Regions from separate parts of the Mus musculus genome. Here region 2 is linked to region 1. The links are chromatin contacts, called in public Hi-C maps. All regions are on one chromosome and are shown on one strand. Each heading gives the region's core, a stretch centred on a gene start, on an enhancer-like site or on the middle of the called end of the contact. The rest is flanking DNA. Distances are from core to core; before and after follow the strand shown.

The links. A called contact is a pair of places that touch in the nucleus more often than the background predicts.
Region 2: a contact with region 1 is called in a Hi-C map of differentiating embryonic stem cells, with 3 times the contacts expected there. The contact joins two enhancer-like sites. A contact is called at or near these places in 1 of 39 promoter capture datasets (stem cell-derived epiblast-like cells), 1 of 484 Hi-C or Micro-C datasets (differentiating embryonic stem cells) and 1 of 115 datasets of contacts at active chromatin or transcription factors (embryonic stem cells).

Annotation. Positions count from the first base shown.
Region 1 is chr4:150,211,516-150,218,176 of GRCm38.p6, forward strand. No RefSeq gene overlaps it. Among named protein-coding and RNA genes, the nearest start is that of Car6, 14 kb to the left of the region's middle. Within about 2 kb of position 1,301, at least 190 of the 459 cell types and tissues checked have an H3K27ac peak or open chromatin away from gene starts, as enhancers often do. A contact at or near this core is called in differentiating embryonic stem cells, where this site is marked.
Region 2 is chr4:150,346,170-150,352,949 of GRCm38.p6, forward strand. All of the region lies in intron 1 of Rere (arginine glutamic acid dipeptide (RE) repeats), which reads left to right. Among named protein-coding and RNA genes, the nearest start is that of Rere, 68 kb to the left of the region's middle. Within about 2 kb of position 1,337, at least 45 of the 459 cell types and tissues checked have an H3K27ac peak or open chromatin away from gene starts, as enhancers often do. A contact at or near this core is called in differentiating embryonic stem cells, where this site is marked.

The DNA.
Region 1 (6,661 bases), core at 51-2,550:
TGAGGGAGGCAGATGTAAAAGGATCAGGAGTTCAAAGGCATCCTCAGAAATATGGTTAAGTTTGGGGCCAGCCTGGTCTCTAATAAACAGAGAGTAGAATTCAGAGGGGGAATGCGGGTGGCACCACACACTCCCGCTATGCTGCAGACAAAGCAGACCTCCTGCTAACCTCAGCTTCTCTTCCTTCCTGACTTCCCCTCTATTCAGACACTTGTTTTAGCAATAACTCAGGACTTGGCATCTACTCTGCTTTTGGAAACCCAAATTAAGAAAATAACATTGGGGGCTGGTGAGATGGTGCAGTGGGTAAGAGCACCCTTCTGCTCTTCCGAAGGTCCGGAGTTCAAATCCCAGCAACCACATGGTGGCTCACAACCATCCATAAAGAGATCTGACTCCCTCTTCTGGAGTGTCTGAAGACAGCTACAGTGTACTTACATATAATCAATAAATAAATCTTTAAAAAGAAAATAACATTGAGTGCCGGAGAGATGGTTTAGAGGCTAAGAGCACTCAACTGCTCTTGCTGAGAGACCCAGGTTTTGTTCCCAGCAAGCACATGGTAGCTCACAACCATCTGAAACTCCAGTGACGCCCTCTTCTGACCTCCCCGGGCACTGAATACATACTGTGCACACGAATACACGTGGGTATTCACACATAAACAGCAAATAAAATTGGGTAAATATTTTTTAGAACATGTCATTGGTTGGGTATGGTGGTGTAAACCTTTAATCCCAGAACTCAGCTTGTAGCAGTAGATTGCTAATTCTCTCTATATTTCCCCGTAGGTGCATGCGCCTCCTCTACACCTGCCCAAATGTTTTGGAGTTCCCCCCCCCAAAAGATACACACACACACACACACACACACACACACACACACACACACACGGCCCCATCTTTAATATGCCTTAAGCAGCACAATAGCTGGGCACTTTCAAACCTCCCCGAGGCTAGCACTCTCCCCACCGATTTTCCTGAGCTAATACTTTCTAAAGTCTATATTTCATCTCTGCTATCCCAGACCCAATTGGGGAAGTGGCCCATGGGGCCTCTACTCTGACATGGCTGGGTGCTTTCCTTCTTGCTCCCTCACGCGTGATCTCTCTGCTTCCTGGTCAAGGCGATTTGGCTTGCCTCACCCCTCACCCCCCTCCCCGGCCTCACGCCCCCACCCCCGCCCCCGCGTTTCTTGCTCCAGAATCCTAAAAGTCCCGCCTCTGTCTCTCTGCCCAGCTATTGGCCGCTGGCAAATTTATTTCCCAATCAGAGCCAACTGTGGGCAGGGACGCTCACTCAGCTCAGACGTACTAGTTCCCGTGTGATTTCGAGCCAAAGTAACACAAATAGCATTAGAACCAATCCACAACACTCAGAAGAGGCAGGCAGACCTCTGCGAGTTCCAGACCAGCCAATGCTGCCTAATAAATCCCTGTCTCATTGAAGGAGGAAGACGACGAGGGATCTACCACCTTTATGTATGCAGTGTGATCTGGGTCAGGGCACAGCCTGATACCCACAGTTTACTGATCCTTCATGTTTTATGTGCATGGAATCACACATCAGCAGCCTTCATGCCTGGCTTCTAACTGCACTCTGTCGTGTGTCCACACTTCATTGTTTGATGACAGGGTAATGTGCTGTGATGTATATTATATATACATATTGTTAATGTCCAGGAGTTGCCCCTCAAACCACCTGAACACCGATCTCAGTTAAGCAGGGGTGGTTTATTGAATGCATAGCTCAAGACTGATTGACCAGGCCAACAGCTCAAAGCTCCAAGCTGGACATTTCTCAGGGCCAGCTTATAAAGGCTAAAAACCCGAAACCACAATGAGCTCATGCGCAGTCACTGCCCAATGAGCCGCCCTGACTCAAGCCATTTTAGACATAACCGTTCATACTGACGTTTAACTTGATGGGTCGTACATGAAGCTTATAATGGTGGAATTTCTTAAGATTGACGAACTTCATAACATATGTTACAGGGTATGTGGCCAGCACGACCCTGCTCTGAGTCAAGTTATTTTTTTTGTGTGTGCGTGTGACTGGCAGGCATATTTCAGCAACAATGTAAAATAGCTGGCAGGCATGGAGAAAGGTCAGCTGGGTGCTTTCTCTGCCTCTCAAAACTAACATCTGGCTCCTGAGTCTTCACTGGTAACATCCAAAGATTGAGCTTTTGTTTAAAAACAAAAACAAACAAACAAACAAAACAGTGCAGCTGGAGAGATGGCTCAGCAGTTAAGAGAACTGGCTGCTCTTCCAGAGGTCCTGAATTCAGTCCCCAACAACCACATGATGGCTCACAACCATCTGTCATGGGATCTGATGCCGTCTTCTGGTGTGTCTGAAGACAGCGACAGTGTACTCACATACATAAAATAAATAAATAACTTTTTAAAAAACAACAGCAGTGGATCCTCTGGAAAAGCAGCCAGTGCTCTTAACTAAGAACATGAAAACTTCTGTAACTTTGTAACTTTTTTTCTTGTTACATTTTATTTGTGTGTGTGTGTCATATGTATGCACACATGGAGGTCAGAAGACAGCGTTTTTCTCCTTCCACTTTGTGAGTACCGGGAATAGACAGCAGGTGGCGTTGCTCACAGGCCTGCCTCTCCCTGTTTTGATGTCCGTTTTCTCTTCTTTGGGGTACTTGTCCCCAAATTGAATCTCTGGATCCCATGAAAACTCTGTTTAACTCCCCCCCAACACACACACACACACACACAAACTGTTGATTTCCTTTTTTAGGGGGTCTCACTATGTAGATCAGGCCGGTCTCAGACTCACAGAGATACATACATGTTCCTCTGCCTCCTCTGTAGGGATCAGTGGCGGGGGTCACCATGGATGGCCCATTGATAGATTTTTGACTTGAAGTTAGCCTCCTCCTCTCTGCCCCCGTTTTGGACGTTTTCCTGCCTTTCTATTGATGCCCTTAATGTTGACAGGAAACATATTTTGTTTAGACCAAGACTCTGTTCCCAAATGATTTAGCCTTTTGTTCTGTTTAGACTTTTTTTGTTGTTTTCTTTCATTTTTTCCTCTTTCTTTTTGGTTTGTTTGTTTGCTTGCATGCTTGCTTGCTTTTTTTTTTGTTTTGTTTTGTTTTGTTTTTTCGAGACAGGGTTTCTCTGTATAGCCTTACTGGCTGTCCTGGAACTCACTTTGTAGACCAGGCTGGCCTCAAACTCAGAAGTCTGCCTGCCTCTGCCTCCCAAGTGCTGGGATTAAAGGCATGCGCCACCACTGCCCGGGATTTTTTTTTTTTCTCAAGACAGGGTTTCTCTGTGTAACCCTGGATATCCTGGAACTCTGTAGACCAGTCTGGCCTCCAGTTCACAGAGGTCCACCTGCCTCTGCCTCCCTGTCACTGGGATTAAAGGTGTGAGCCACTACTGCCCAGCTTTCTTTTATGTTTTTAGGATTTATTTATTATTATTTTATTTGTATGTCTGTGTGAATGTCTGCTACGGGGTACAGATGCCTAAGGAGGCCAGGAGAGTGTGTTGGATTCCTCGGAGCTGGAGTCACAGCTTGTCACAGAGTGTCCCAACATGGATGCTGGCAAGGGTCTTCTGCAAGAGCAAATGCTTTTAACCACCTCGCCATCTTACCAGCTCTTGTCTTATCTTTCTTTCTTTCTCTCTTTCTTTCACTTATTTATTTTTATTTTATGTGCATTGGTGTTTTGCTTGCATGTATGTCTGGGTGAGGGTGTCAAATCCCCTGGAACTGGAGGTACACACAGTTGTGAGCTATCATGTGGGTGCTGGGAATTGAACCTGGGTCCTCTGGAAGAGCAGCCAGTACTCTTAACCATTGAGACATCTCTCCAGCCCCTTGTTTTATGGTTTTTTTTTTTAAGGCAGGATATAATAAAAAAGTATGCATTTCATATTACCCTTTATTCAATCTTATTCAATATATTGTATTGAGCTGGCCTCACACTCACTGTTGTAGAATATGCTGTCCCAGCATAAATAACAGACACTGCCATGTTCTGTGACTACAAAATGTGACACAGTCAAGACTGGACCTGCTGGGCACTGGAGAGATGGCTCAGTGCTTCAGAGCAGCACCTGCTGTTATTGCTGAGAACCTAGGTTTGGTTCCCAGAACCCATATGGTAGCTCACAAACATCTGGATCTCCACCCATTTCCTGGGGATCCAACACCCACTTCTGGCCTCCACAGGCATTACACAAACACACACACACAGTCCAATATATACATTCAGGCAAAATGCTCATACACATAAGTAAATCATATATATATATATATATATATATATCCTGTTAACATTCCTTCATGGAAGAATAGGTGGGGGTCTTAGATCTCCATCTGAGAGTCCAACCACTCTATCCTCTATACATCCCCTGCCCTCATGCAGCTGTGTGTAACTCTGTCTACCTGACCTGGCCACGTGATGTCAGGAGTTGATGTAGGGTGAACTGAAGGGAGGCTCCATCTCTGCAGCTACAGGAGCATTTTCCTCCAGGCTGGGGTGAGACCATCCAGTGATGGGGCTGTTTCAGACGTCATTCACACTCCTCCAAGCAACCGCTCCCCCACGCCCTGTGAGTCAGCCCAATGCCTCATTGGTTCACAAAGTTGAACTTCTGAGAAATTCTTTGGTTTGTCAATATCCTATCTGGGGGAGGAGTGGACATTTGTTTGACCCTCACTTGGCACATGGCCAGGATCCCTTTAGAACCCCCACTTTTCTGCTTCTATCTCCTGAGTGCCAGAATTATACCTGACTTCTGTGGCGCTGCGGACCAAACACCAGGCCTCACTGCATGGTAAGCAAACAGTCCACCAACTCAATTACACCCCAACTCTTGCTTTCTTTGTGGTTTGTGATAGAGAGTCTCACTCCGTAGCCCAGGCTGACCTCAATCTCTCTGTTTTTCTTATTTGAACAGTTCCTTTCATGCGTGTGCGTCTGACTGGTCAGCTTGTGGAAATGAATGCAGAGATGAGGGAGATGAAGGAGCCCATTCAGAGGAATTAATTTGCTTGAAGATTCCTGTTGACATTTGCTTAGCCTGAACGGCAGCATGGCGAGCAGAGCGGCTTGTCCCAAATCTTTGGAATGACCTCTGTCATAGCATTATGCTTGAAAAAAATCACCTCTAGCCTAAAATGAAACTGGACGGCCATTGTGAGTTAATTAAGCTGAAGAGGCCCTCCAAATGAGGCCTGTTCAGACCTTCCAGGTCACTAAGTGTTCATGTTTTCTTTTCTTTGAAAGGAAAATGTAATGAGGGGAAATATTGGGAGCAGTGTACAGTAAAGTATCCCCGATTTGGCATCTGACAGAGAATGGGGGCCACTTGTAGTAAACGAAAATTCCAGAAAATTTGAACTGACCCCAGGAAGCTCCCATTAGAAATACATTAAAAGTTTCAGACGAAGCTCCTCATCTCACACACACACACACACACACACACACACACAGAGAGAGAGAGAGAGAGAGAGAGAGAGAGAGAGAGAGAGAGAGAGAAAGACAGGGTCTCATTATGGAGCCCTGACTATCCTGGAACTCACTCTGTAGACTAGGCTGGCCTTGAACTCATAGTGATCCTCCTGCCTCTGACTCCAGAGTGCTGAGTGTTAAAACCACCATGCCTGGTTTCAGAAAAAAAGGCTTCCTAAAACAGCGTGTTGTGGTTCTCTGCCCTTCCTGTCTCCTCTGTGTGCCTGTGTGTGTGTGTGTGTGTGTGTGTGTGTGTGTGTGTGTGTGTGTTCATGAATACTCTCACATACCCACATTTGTAGGCCAGAGGTCAATGTTGGGTGTCTTCCTCAATTCCTCTCCTCCTTAGATTTTGGACAATTTCTCAGTGAACCTAGGGCGAGCCTAGTCTGGCTGGCCAGAAAGGCCCAGGCATCCTCTTATCTCTGCACGCTCAGCCCTAGGGTTACAGAGTCATTGAGGTTTTTTACCTCGGAGCTGAGGCTCCCGTCTACTAACAGGCCATCCCCAGTCCCCCAGCCTTCTAAACAGAGAAACACAATAAGGAAGGCTATCTGCTGTGCACCACATGAGCCCCACTGCAGTTCTGAGAGCTTGAGGAGAGGGTGGCACACCCCGCAGTGCCTCCCAAAACTGCCAGTGTCACTTCCATTGAGTCAGTCCACTTCCCAGAAGCAGCCAGCTGCCCCAAATCAGGAATGCAGGACCACTCTGGGGTGATTACAGCCCCTATTCGAGACTAGATGAAAACCTGCTGCTGATAGCCTCATGCCAAAAGCAGGTGGCTTTTTAATTATCACCTGGAGGGCTGAGAATAGTTTCCCAGTGATGGAGTGGGAAGTGTTCAAGACTGAGGGGCCAGCCAGGTGGGGGTGGCACACGCCTTTAATCCCAGCACTCGGGAGGCAGAGGCAGGTGGATTTCTGAGTTCGAGGCCAGCCTGGTCTACAGAGTGAGTTCCAGGACAGCCAGGGCTACACAGAGAAACCCTGTCTCAGGAGAAAAAAAAAAAAAAAAGGCATGCACCACCACATCTGTCTTTTACTTACTTACTTAAAGACTTATTTATTTATTATGTATAATGCAGTCTTCTGCATGTATGCCTGAAGACCAGAAGAGGGCACCAGATCTCCTTACAGATGCTTGTGAGCCACCATGTGGATGCTGG
Region 2 (6,780 bases), core at 87-2,586, 130 kb after region 1:
TGGGAAAGCAGGCTTGTGTAGATAGGTTCATGTGTACAGCTTTACTTTACAAACCCAGGCCGTCGTCATTGCTGACCTGTAGCGCTCGCAGGCGTTTTGTCTTTCACACTCCCTCCCTCCCTCAGCTCATCTACTGCATTGCAGTGGAACCTCAGATTACTTTTTTTGTTTGTTTTTTGTTTTGTTAATCTTTTGAGATGGGGCTTCTCTGTATAGCCTTAGCTGTCTTGGAACTTGCTTTGTAGACCAGGTTGGCCTCAAACTGAGAACCCAGAGATCCACCTGCCTCTTCCTCCTCAGTACTGGGATTAAAGATTACCCACTTTCAAGATTACTTTTATTAGGTGATTTTCAAAAGTAAAAATGGACATTTAGGTATGAAGCATTAGTTTGGTTTCCTATTTCAATTTTTTTTTTTTGGAGTATTGAATATAAAGGTCTGGGCCCCTCAATGATTTCCCCATATTCACCTGAAAGATTTCTTTTGTGCACTGGCAAGAATTAGGATAGCTGTTCAGAAACAATAACACTGTCAGGAGCAGTGATGGTTCTCTTTAAATCTTTTTTTCTTTCTTTTTAGGAGGACGACAAATGTAGATTAAAACAAGCCCTGGTCACTCACTGTGACAAGCAAGGCCCCACCCACCCAGTACTGCCAGTGGTGCACATTAATGAATAACATTAATGAATAACTTTTGATTAGCTCTTCAGTATCAGGAATTGCAGCTTGTTTACTTCCTGTCCTTACCGTGTTGCTTATTGCGTGCTCAGGAAAAGTGGGCCTTGGAGTGTGTGCTTTGACACAGGTCTTAGTGGCCATGGCTTCTCATTAGCTCCTCAGGATCCCTTTGGAATCCTGGTTGCCTGGCAGGAGGAGAGGCAGGAGCTGTGAGGAGCTGCCTGGGCTGATGAGAGCTGGGGAAGGGGGAGGGGGAGAGGGAGGAAGGGGGGCTGGTTCCCTGGTGGGAGCGGTGGCTCTTTTGGCTGAGCTTGTGCTCCTGGCTCTGGGAGCTAATTAGTATATGCTCCAAGTGGTCTTTGTTTTATGGATAGCTTCAGTTTGAATTCTTTTAAAACTTTTTAAAAGAAATGCAAATTAGAAAATTCTGTTTTGGGTACAGTCCTTTCTCTTTTGGCAAGTATTTTTGACCTTTAATAATAGTAATTGAAATATTATAGGCTTTAATAACAACTACTACTAATCCACTAAAAAGGTCAGCCTACAATATTAGAATACTGAGCACTTGTGTAATTAGAAGAGTTTTATAATTAGTGTTTAATTATTTCAAGGCTAAGAACAGTATCAGAAGGAGACTCTAGAGGGCAGTGCAGCTCAGCGTATTCGTCCTCTTGCCTCTTAAGTTTTCATTTGGAAAAACAATCCAGGTATTTGCTTTGGGATCTTCCCACATGGTTTTCCAGGTTTTTGGAAATGTAAGTTTTGGAAAGAAGTGATCTGGTTTGTCTTAAAAAGTTTGTTAGATAATACATCATAATGATTTGACCTTAGAGAATGACTTTGCCTGGTATAAACACACTGCCATATAAAAGCTGGGATTTTTATTGACTCGCTCAGTTGAACTGAATTTGCTTTTTGGGCATTTGTGGAACAAATGCAAAAGGAAGGGAATAGCTGGTGTTTGCAAGCCTTTCTTAGGTAGGAACTAGGCATACCCTCTGCTAGAAACTGACATTTTCAACAACTGAGTGGAAATTGTAAATGCCCAATGGATTGATGTCTTCCAGTGCCAAATGTTCCAGAGTTCCTTAGGTATTATGTGCACTACATTCAGCAGTATTTCAAAGGTATTAAACCAATCACTTCCTCTTTAATTTATTTACCTTTAGGGGTTAAACTAATGGTCTCATATATTGGCATAGGCAGGTCTTGGACTTAGAATTCTTTTTTCCTTAGCCTCCTGTATACCTGCAATTACATGTATGTGCCAATAGGCCTGATCTTTCCCTCAGAGTCTTAAAGGTGTGTGGTGTGTATATTCCAGGGAATTCTAGTCCATGCATCATTGTTGTTATTACTGTTTTCTTCCTCTTCTCCCCCTCCCCTCCCCTCCCTTTCCCCCTCCCCCTCATCCCCCCTTCGTCCCCCCCCCCCTTCTTCTTTGGATTGAACTTAGAGCCTTGCACAGCATATAAGGCAAGTGTTTTAAGCATTGAAGTATGTCTTTAGCCATTTATAAATTTTATTTCGGGATAGAGTTTTGTTAAACTGTTCACTTTGATCTTTGCATGCAGTCTAGGCTGTCTTCAAACTTGTGTTCCTGCTCCCTCATGTACTTTTGAGTCATCTGAGTAAGCCATCAAGTCTGTCTGGAAAGAACTGTTTTCAAGTCTAAATGAGCCTTTAAAAATTATTATATACATTTATTTATTTAGAAAATACACATAAACACAGAGAGAGAGAGAGAGAGAGAGAGAGAGGATGATTTGTTTTTTTTCCTTAAAAAAAATGGTTGTAACTCTTTTAGGTCAAAGCTCTGTTCAGTCTAATAACAAGCCTAACCACAGGTAGAAAATGATGGCAGTCAAAAGACAGCTGGTGGGAGTCAATTCTCTCCTTATCCCATGTGTCCCAAGGGATCTACCTTAGGTCATCAGGTTTGGTGGCAAGTGCATTTACCATCATTCCAGCCTCTAAATGAGTTTTTGTCTGTGTGTGTGTGTGTGTGTGTGTGTGTGTGTATGCAGCATGTATATGGAGGCCGGAAGAGAGTGTTGCCTCCCTTGCAGCTGTTGTTGCAGGCTCTTGTGATCTGCCTTGACATAGGTGCTTAGAACCAAATTTAGGTCTTTTAGAAGAGCAGAAATTACTTTAATCAGTGGCCCAGCTCTCTAGCCCCATATGCTTTAGTTTTTTGTGATAGAATTTTACATAGCTCTGGCTGGCTTTGAACTCTTGATTCTTCTGTCTCGATTCTCTTACGTGCTGGGATTGTTGACTTGTGCCATCAGGACTGGCTAAAACAAAGCTATTCAGTTGCATTTATTAGCTGTATCGAATTCCAGTTTATCACTCTTGCTGGGAAGCCTGCCTGTTAAAGCACACTAATATCTGCAGATTCCTGTACAAGCACAGGCAGGGCAGATGAGCAGACTGAGAGGCCGCTTAGGGGCTCCACAGGGAGCTCAGCTGAGTGCCTGTGCCCCTGCCTGTCACCCAGTCCCTGTGGTTAAATTAAATTGTTGTTGGACCTATAACAGGTACAGCCATTTCTTTGGAAAGAAACCGATTAAGAGTTCAAATGATAATCCTATGTGGGGCTGGTGTTACGAGCTCTGGCTGCTCTTCTGAAGGACCCACATGGCAGCTCACAAGTGTCTGAGGCTCCAGTTCCAGTGGACTTGTCACCTTCACACAGACACACATGCAGGCAAGGAATAATAATAATAATAATAATAATAATAATAATAATAATAATAATAATAATAACAACCCAGTAAATTTTGTTTTAAAACGGCCATCCTGTGCATTAGCTTTGGTTATGGGCATTAGCTCACAGCTTCCGGACGCTGTCCAGGTCAGCCCGCTTCTGGTCTTTTCCCACACCGTAAGCACAGGAAGCACATAAGGTAACTGTCCGTTACTCCTCCTCCTCCTCCTCCTCCTCCTCCTCCTCCTCCTCCTCCTCCTCCTCCTCCTCCCTCTCCACACTTCCTCCTCTCTTGGTGAGGGCCTCATGCCCCTTGACCCTTCTCTATTCACTTTTTCTTAGAAGGGGTGAAAAGGGAAGTTGATTGAAGGCTTTTACAGAAAGGAAGTTGAGTAGTCATTATATAATGTCTACAAATAGAAAGCCTTTCATGAAAGGGACATAGAGTAAATATTTTGGGCTTTGCTGGCTCTGTTGTATACATTCCACTTTCCAATTCCACGCTGCCTCTTTGTTTTTCATGAGAGGATTTCTCTGTATAACAGCACTGGGTGTCCTAGAACTCACTTTGTAGTCTAGATTGGCCTCAGACTCATAGAGATGCCTTGCCCCTGCCTCCTGAGTGCTGGGATTAAAGGTGTGTGCCACCACTGCCTAGCCACCTTCCCCTGCCCTCTTTTATTTTTAAAGATTTAATTTATTTTATATGTTTTAGTGTTTTGCCTGGATGTATCTGTACCATGTGCATGCCTGAGGAGATTAGAAGAGGGTAGCAGATTCCCTGGAACTGGTATTAACGATGGTTGTAAGCTACCTTGTGGGGTGCTCAGAATCAAATAGAGGTCCTCTGTAAGAGTTGTAAGTGCTCTTAATGGCTTAGCCATCTCTCAAGCCTCCTTTAACCTTGTCTATGACATACAAAAGTTGACATAAGCAAATAAGTAAATGAACAGACACGAACATTTTCAATAAAAATTTACCTATGAACATTGACATTTGAATTTTCTGTGCCATAAAATATTTTTTCCTTTTTAAATTCACGCTCACAATTATTTGTATATAGAGAAACCATCATAGCCCACCGTCTACTTCTGTACAGCCTATATAAACTATGATGGTTTCTGTATTTACCCAGAAGTGACAACTTCAGCTTATGCATATAAATTGGGTTGCTTTTGTTACCATAAAGAATGAATGTACTTGTTAGTATAATAGATGATTTTTTTTTTTTTTTTATTGTGTGCTGCTCAGGATCAAATACAGGGCCTTTTGACTGCTTGACCCGTGCCCTGCCACTGAGTGTATCTCCAATTAAGAACAGTTTCTGATGGTAACTTTTCGGTTCACAGGTAGAATACTTGGTGGTAACAAGATTAAAACTCGTTTTCCGAGGCTTGGGAAGATTGCTTAGTGGATAAGAGCACTGCCTGCTCGTCTAGGTTCTGTTCCCTGAGCCCACACGATGCTTTACATCATGGTAACTTAAGTTGTATAGGACCTAATGTCTTCTGGCCTTCACAGGCACCAGGCATGAAGTAATCACTCATACATACTACAAAATAAAATAATAAAAGATGAACAAATATAGTTAGTAAAATATAAAGCTACTTTTCTGTGTCAGACTGGCACTTTGGCCGAGGCTTAGAGCAGACTCTTTGGAACAAGTTGAGGAGCCCATTGCAGCTCTGCAGGGTGATTTGCCATCAGCACATCGTTGCCGGGAAGATGGGCTCCAGGCTGGAAACAAAACATGATTCTCTTTCAGGATGTTCTGTTATGTTGGTTTGTGTAGTGTAGTAATAGAAGTCTCCCAGAACTGGAAAGCAGGTTGTCTCAAATTTTTATGTGTTCTCAGAAATAAAGCCTTTTTATTTGAAAGAGCCAAACTGTCCTTTATAGGAAGAGTGACTTTTCTTCCTGGGTTTCATCTTAAACCACAGCCTACTCTTTAGACTTTGTTGGCACCAAGTGCTTCATGGCAGCCGCCTTGCTTTACTTAAGAGTAGGCAGTTACTTTATTTAAATAACGGTTACTTCTGTTGATCCTGGCTATGACAAAAACCAGTTCCTCCAGTATAGTCTGGGTTAATGGAGCTTTAAGTCATTTGGCTATGAAAGTAGTTTAATCAAAGTGAACTCTTATTTAGTAGTATCATGAAACATACTTAATGGAGTGGTGGAGGAGGAGGCAGAAACTGGTTGGTACTTAAAGCTCCCCCAAGCCCCTTTAGATTCACTCTTCCTCAACTTGAAAGCTCACTCACCTCCTTAGGTTGTTTCTGTGCTGTCCTTAGGCGCGAGAACACAGAGTCCGTGTAATTTATGCGGAGCTGCAGGCAGTACCACTGCTGCCTTCTTCTGGGGAAAATCCCTTTCAGGCCCTGAATTGTTCATTCATTGTTATTGCTAACCCAAGGCTAAGGTTGCTAGGTTTTCTTCTTCTGAGTTGTCTTTTTGTAGTTTTATTTGCTGTTCTCCTCCGTTTTGATAATGGATAGCTTAATTTGATCATTAGGATAATTTAATGTAGTGTTTTCAGGATTTGATGGCCCTAAGTGCAGATCAACATTCCTTACTTAGCACCCTGCCTTTTATCTAATGAAAACTCTAGTTGGCTTGTGATAGGTAGGTAAAGGGTCAAAGATGGAAGCCTCTATTGACTGATAATTTGAGTTATTATGCCAGATAGCCTTTTGTTTTGGCATGCAGGGCCAATTTAAATCCTGGTTGTGCGGTTAGGTAGCTGCATCGACCAGAGGTGGTTTAACACCATTGCCTCTTTGTTTGCTCACTGACACATGGATATAATGCGAGTATTCACCTAGAGGAGTATGGTTCTATATGTAAAATTCTTTAAGAATTTATTTATTATTTGTGTGTATATACAAGTGCCTTCTCCATGATTTTATGTGTATTGTGTGTGTGCAGGTGCCAGCATATACTAGAAATGTCAGATCCCTGGAACTTGATATACAGGTTATGTGCTAGCTGCCATATAGGTGGTGGGTGCCAATCCAGGGCCTCTGCAAGAACAGCACATACTTTTAATCAATGAGCCATCTCTCAAGCCCCTATATGTGAAGCTCTTAGATAGCAATATTTTCTTTTTCTTTTTTCTTTTGTTTTGTTGTTGTTTTTTTGTTTTGTTTTTGTTTTACAAGACAGGATTTCTCTGTGTAGCCCTGGCTGTCCTGGAACTCACTCTGTAGACCAGGCTGGCCTCAAACTCAGAGATCCACCTGCCTGTGCCTCCTGAGTGCTGGGATTAAGTCATTTGGCTAGTCATGTGTGCCACCATGCCCGGCTAGCAATATTTTCTTAATGGCTCTCTGTTTTGTCATTACTTCTAATGTCCACCTCTGTCTAAATCTCCCTTCTGTACAGTGTCTGT